Regions from separate parts of the Notamacropus eugenii genome. Here region 2 is linked to region 1. A link is a contact called in public Hi-C data. All regions are on one chromosome and are shown on one strand. The core of a region is the stretch at or near the end of the contact, and the rest is flanking DNA. Distances in the headings are between cores, read along the strand shown. Region 1 holds the start of AFG2A (AFG2 AAA ATPase homolog A). Region 2 holds the start of BBS12 (Bardet-Biedl syndrome 12).

Region 1 (3,240 bases), core at 524-3,023:
CCCAGTGCTCTAACCATTGGGCCACCTAACTGGAACCTTTTTGGCCCACCTGATAAATGCTTACTGACCGACTGGCCTTAGAGCAATGAATCTGTAGGCAGGAGAATTGGATTTGAATCCTGACTCGAACCACTTACTAGCTGGGGAACTTAGGTAAGGCCCAGTTTTCTCTGGGCCTCGGTGTTGCCAGCTGTAAAGCAAGGAGGTTGGATTAGAGGCGCTCACAGGTGGGTTCTGGCTCTAGATGAGGAAGCCTTGGATCCTGGAAACCACCCTAAGTGGTAGTATTGCCTGCGTACCACCACAAACACCTGAGGATGGGCACTCCTGAACAGCAGGTATGGGCATTCAAGGCCGCTGGTCTATCCAGGTAAGGAAACCCAGGAGGCTGGGGTCTGCCACCCCAAGGTCCTCAGAACAAGGGAATGGAAAAGGCAAAGCTACGTGTGCCACCTACTCTACTGGGTGACTGGAAGGACAAGCTCGTGCAAACCCATCACTGCTCGATAATCACGGCACTAACAACCGTCTTCCTCTCCTATGGGTATCCCCCGCGCTGGCGGCTCCACAGCTGGCCTCAGAGCCCGGGAGACCTGAGTTCAAGTCCCACCTCGGACCCATTCTGGCTGCGGAGCCGGGGAAAGTCTCCAGGCAGCTAAGACCCTCGGCTCCAGGGGAGGAGATCGCAGGCACAGGCCCCTCCCCACGGCGGCACGGGCAGGTAAGAGGCCTTGCCGCTCTCCCCTTCACTGGCTCACACAGTGGGCAGGGCCGCCAGTCACAGGGCACGGGTCTGGAGGGGTCCTTCCACGCCCACCCGCATTTGACAGAGAAGGAAACTGAGGCGCCAGGAAAGGGCGGAGCGAGGAGCAGATGCCAGCTTCTCTGCCAGCAGGCAGGGTCTCCGGGCAGCCCCGCGCGGTGGCCGCCCCCGCCCTTTCTCCCCGGGAGCTTTACCTTTTTCCACCAAATCCACCACGACCAGGCGGCCGGCCCCGGGGTCCGGGCCAGGGCCGGGCGTGCCCGCGGGCGAGGGTCCGGGGGAGGTGGCGGGGGAGCCGCTGCCCGCGCCCTGGCTCCGCCGCGCTTTGCTTTTCTTGGAGGACATGCCGGGGGTGGAGACTCGACCCCTGGGGGGGCAGGAGGGGCCTTGGGGGGGCAGGAGGGGCCCTGGGGGGCAGGAGGGGGCGCAGCCGGGGCCCTGGGGGGCAGGAGGGGGAGCAGCCGGGGCTCTGGGGGGGCAGGAGAGGGAACAGCCGGGGCTCTGGGGGGGGAGCAGGAGGGGCCCTGGGGGGGCAGGAGGGGCCCGGGGGGGCAGGAGGGGGAGCAGCCGGGGCTCTGGGGGGGCAGGAGGGGCCCGGGGGGGCAGGAGGGGGAGCAGCCGGGGCTCTGGGGGGGCAGGAGGGGGAGCAGCCGGGGCTCTGGGGGGGCAGGAGAGGGAACAGCCGGGGCTCTGGGGGGGGAGCAGGAGGGGCCCTGGGGGGGCAGGAGGGGCCCGGGGGGAGGGCAGCAGCAGCCCGGCCGCCGGCACCACGTGAGTGCACAGAAAAACTTCCTGGGCAGAGGTGGCCGGGACTCCGCCCCCAGGCCCCGCCCCGCCGAAATACTCCGAGGCCGAGCCTCCCCGAGCCCCAGGCGCGCCTACTGAGGCGGGGACCTTGGCCGAGCTGGGCCTTTCCCGGCCGCCTCCCACATCCGCTTACAGGAGCCCCATTGGCGCTGTCCTGGGGGCAGAGGCTGGGGAGCGGGATGGCTAGCTCCGGGACCGTGGATCCCGAGCCGGGCCTCTTCCTGCCCTGCCTGCAGCCTCCTTTCCTAATGGCTGGTCCGGTAAGGGGGCGGGGCTGGGGCTGCGCTGCTATTCGGAGGCTTACGGCCGGCCCCGCCCCCTCCGGCGGCCTCCGGCAGCAGCAGCGGCGGGATGTGGGGGCTGTGGCGGGGGAGGCGGCAGCCGCTGCTGCTACACTTGCAGTTGCTACATTTGCCGGCGCTACAGTTGCAGCTTCAGCCGGGGCTGCTTAGGCAGGAGGCGGCCCGCGCGCTGTCCAGCGGCCCCGGCCCCGGCCCCGGCGGCCTGCGAGGACAGGTCGATCGCTTCGGAGGGGTCACTGTGCGGCTGGACCAGCTCCGGCCTGAGGACCGCGTAGACCCGGCCACCTTCCGGACGTGGCTCCAGGGCAAGTGCGCCGCCCCCTCCCCAACCGCCCTGTCTCGTCGGGATCTCCGCCAGGGCGAGCTCTCCCGGCCTCAGTCTCCCCATCTGGACAGCGGGCGTCCCTACCGCACCAAATGCAGCCGGGCCAGCCGGGCCGGGCCTTTTGGGGGGCATCAAACGAGATGTCCCGCGTGCCCCGCGCTTCGCCATCCCGAAAGCGCTAAGCAGATGTTAGCGGTATTGCCCTGTCCCGGGGGCCGCCCCGAAGTGGCCCGGTCCCAGCTGTCCTGCTCGGTGTGACTGAACTGGGCATGTGGTCCAACCTTCCCGCTGGAGCTTTACGCACCCATGAACCCGGGGTTGTTGGGACTGCACCTGGGTGGTGACGTGAGCAGAACGCTAAACTTGGAGTCGGGGAGGCCTGGGTTCAAATTCTACCTCAAACTAACTGGGGGACCGTAGACAAGTCACCCCCCAAAAAATCCTCTGTGCCCCTGTTTCCTCATTTGTAAAATGCTGTTCATATTAACCTGAAATCCTGCTTCCTGGAGTTGTCCACGGGCCCTTCATTCATCGGTCACTAAGTGCCCAAGACTAGGAATACAGATAAAAGTAAACAGCCCCTACCCTCCTGGACCTTACAGAAACATCTAAACGAGAGCTGAAAAGCGGGTGAGGAGAATGGCAGGGGCAAAGTAGAGAAAATCAGGAGAGTCCAGAGGGCAGCCTCTGCTACGGTCTGGCTGGTCAGAGCCTCCTCCTTTAAATGGAGGTCTGGTAGGAACCAGCCAATGAGAGGGAGAAGCTGAAGGGCTGAGGTGTGACGTTCAGGGCTGGAGTGACCAAAGAGCAGGCTTTCTGAGACTGTGGAGAAAGCAGGGAGTGCGCCCTGAAAAGCCAGAAGTGAGACTAACAGAGAAAATAAATGTAAATCGCTTTGTAAACGCTGTCCAGAAGGACGGTTGGCCAGGCTAGAAGGCAGCCCCAGGCCTGACAGGCAATTGGGGAGTGGGGGTGGGGAGAGCACCTGGCTGGGATCCTTCCCTTCAGCTTAAAATCTTAGAATTCCTAGACTCCTGAGAGAT
Region 2 (3,240 bases), core at 426-2,925, 140 kb after region 1:
CAATCCTTGTCCATCTTTTTATGTGACTGTTCTATCAGTATGTAAAGATGGGTAAGGCATAAGACTTCAACTGCACCACCTCCCAGGAAGACTTTCTCATCAACTAGAGCATGATACAAGCGATAAGCACAAGTCCAGAAATGATCTTCCTTGGCTTGCATCTGCGCTAGAACTGGGCTAGTGAGCACCGCAGTAACCAGAAGTATTCCTTCAGCCTTTATTAAGATTGCCACCTTGTTGCTCACTTCTTTGGCATTCAATTGACCTGCTCTCCACAGGCTCACATAGACATCACTCCCCACACAGTCTTCATTCAGTTGTGTGGCATAGGTCACCTGCACTGCTCCAGTGACCTCTGCAAAATCCTGCAGCACATGATGACTCACTGGTCCAACAAGCAGCAACTTGCTACACATACACCTTTCCGTTAAATTTTCAGACACATTTCCTCGCACCATAACTAGGTTGACATTTAACTGAGTTAATATCTCCAAAGTATGGTCCAGCCACAGTTTCTCATGATATGTCAGATTTTCCCGTTCAGTCTTGACATTTTCCAGGGCATTAAATCCCAAGTGGTGGTAATTCTCTTTGAAGTCACCATCAATGAGAACTACCCTCAAAGGCTGATTCTGGAGTTCTCTGACTATAGTGGTATAGTGTATTGATACAAGAGTTATGTATCCAGAACAAACACAAGAAAAGCTTTCCGGGACGCCTGGTAAACAGCAAGTGGAAATTTTTGATATATCAAACCTAAATGGCTCGGTACAATTCCTCTTTCTCACATGTGCATTCTGATATTGGCATCTGACTGCTGCTTCCACTAACGTCATACTGCTATGATCTCCATGACTCAGACCCACTGCCAACTGCACCAAATCACCACAATTCTGTACATAAGTGTCTGTCTGTCCTTTGCTGCTTGTCTGATAAGAGTCATTTTCTGCCCTACTAAAATGCCTACTGTGGCTTAGTCTTGATTTCCTGGTGTGGCTATTTGGAATCAGACTGATTTGGGGAATCAGAGACATAGTTTTATTTCCTTTAACTACAGATTGGGAACAGAAGTAAGAAGACCTAGAAGATAATTCAGAGGAGCGTCCAGAAGAAAACGTGGGAGCGGATGGCTGTGAAGACACATTCTTTATGCCAGGCTCTCTTTGGATCCAAGGAATCTCTGCTGGAATCTGCACAAGGGGGCTGGGAATGATGCTCAAGTTTCCAAGAAAAGGATATCTCCTTGTGTCTCCAGTGTTACCAACCACATCATGAAGAGGGATTTGAAGACGATCAACTTCCTCCCTGCAAGACTTCAGGCCTTCTGACATCACAGACACTATGACTGAAATAGGGATGTCCTGCTGAAGACACTCCAGGGCAGAGGCGCTCCACGCACCGATGAGAAACATCAGGGTATTGATCCCAGTCCCATACGCAGTCTTCTGCGACTGCACTGTTTCATAAAGAAGCTGTCCAACAGAACTACTTAAATCCAGATTTTCAAGAAGCCTCACTGTAGAACAGGTCAATACACTTTCATGAGATCTTTCGCCTATAATAAATTTGGTCGACTTTACTGGGCCTAGGAAACTTCGGCCTGTTTCTGTTAATGATGAAAGCTGCTGAAGGCCCATGTGTCTCCTTCTGTTTATATTTATGCAAGCCATGACCATGATTCAGTATCTCCAAGGAAATAAAAGCTCCTAACACCTCACACTCATTCAATGTTAATGGTAGTTACAAATCTTACATGACTCAAAGCAGTATGAAAACAGGCTGTGCATTGTGCTCAGATCCTGCTGACAGGGTATCATCCTTTGATCTGAATGTACATGTGGTAGATGCTACCATCTATGGCTAAGATACTCCCTTTGCAAGTATGCTACTCCTTCTACATGGGAGTCTTTTCCACTGACAGGACTTGATAATTAGACCTTGATTACATTTCGGTGGAATTTTCTCTTCTGTAAAGAAAAAGTAAAACCATGTTTACTTAAATGAATCAATGAAATAAGAGTAAATAAGTATTAAAAACCCCTATTTGCATTGGCAGTATGATAGCCTTTGATCATTATGGCTCCTACATGTGCCAAAGGGATATCAAGGAACAGTGGATCAAGTGCTGGGCTTAAAGCCACGGGTTCAAATTCCACTTCTGACACTAGCCGTGGGACCTTGCATAATAAGTTAATTACCCTCTCTCTATGTGCCTTAGCCAGGCAATAGGTCATACAGAGGTTAAGATCTTTTAGTGAAGGGCGTTTCCACACCAGGAGTGCCCTATGCTTATGAAGTCATAAATCATTTACACATTTATGCACATGTGAAATATGCTGACACACAAAATGATACAGATGACTTCTGGAACTGTATTTATGCACCTGTGTTCCTATTCATTGATGTATGCACACCACCTATGCATATCCACCTACCTACCTATCTACCTACCTATCTATATCTACCATATCTACCTGTCCATCTGTCTATTTACCATATCTACCTGTCTATCCACGTATCTGTGCATCTGTCTATCTACCCAGCTAACTGTTCATCTCTCTACCATATCTATCCATTTATCTATCTCCCTATCTTTCTGTCCATCTATCTTATCTATCTACCCATCTATCTGTCCATCTGTCTACCTATTTATCTACCCATCTGCGTCTATCAACCCATCTATCTACCCATCTCCCTCTCTATCTATCCAACTATCTACCCATCTCTCTCATCTCCCCCTCCCCCTCTCGTTCCCCCTCCCTTCCCCCCTCCCCCTCCCCTCCCTCTCTCCCTCTCTCCTCCTCCCCCCTCTCTCCCTCTCCCCACGTGATGACATGACCTATGACCTATGACCCGGCGCTACAGGAGAAGGCCTCTCCTTTCGGATGCTCGGAGACCTTGGGCATTCGCTGAGCGCCCGCCACGCACCCAGCGCTGCGCCCCTGCGCCCCCCTCCCCCAGGACGGGCGCCTCAGCTTCCTTCTCCGTCCAGTAAACGAGGGGCGGGGGCGGAGGACCCAGAGGGACAGGATTACGGGGCGTCCCCAAGAGGGGTGCGCCCTGGCCGGAGCACACGCGCGCACGCGCACGCCCACTCCCCCGCCCCGGCACTTGGCACGCACGGGGCCCACGCACACGCGCGCACCCCGGAGCCTCGGCGTCCCCCGGGGCCTCTCCCCACAGCAGGCCCCTCGTCCCCCGCACACCCCCTCGCTGTCCCCCGCTGACCTCACCTAAGTC

What was found. Hi-C and Micro-C count contacts between places; a contact is called where the count stands out from the background.
Region 2: a Hi-C map of mixed tissue shows a contact between it and region 1, with 4 times the contacts expected there. The contact joins the promoter of BBS12 here to the promoter of AFG2A in region 1. A contact is called at or near these places in 2 of 2 Hi-C or Micro-C datasets (blood and mixed tissue).

Annotation. Positions count from the first base shown.
Region 1 is chr7:161,711,110-161,714,349 of mMacEug1.pri_v2, forward strand. AFG2A (AFG2 AAA ATPase homolog A) reads right to left here and starts at 1,774. Exons shown (of 14, transcript XR_011970731.1): 1 at 958-1,774. It overlaps NUDT6 (nudix hydrolase 6), which reads left to right and starts at 1,873. Exons shown (of 5, transcript XM_072625110.1): 1 at 1,873-2,177. The coding sequence starts at 1,922.
Region 2 is chr7:161,846,724-161,849,963 of mMacEug1.pri_v2, forward strand. BBS12 (Bardet-Biedl syndrome 12) reads right to left here and starts at 1,676. Exons shown (of 1, transcript XM_072625114.1): 1 at 1-1,676. The coding sequence starts at 1,676.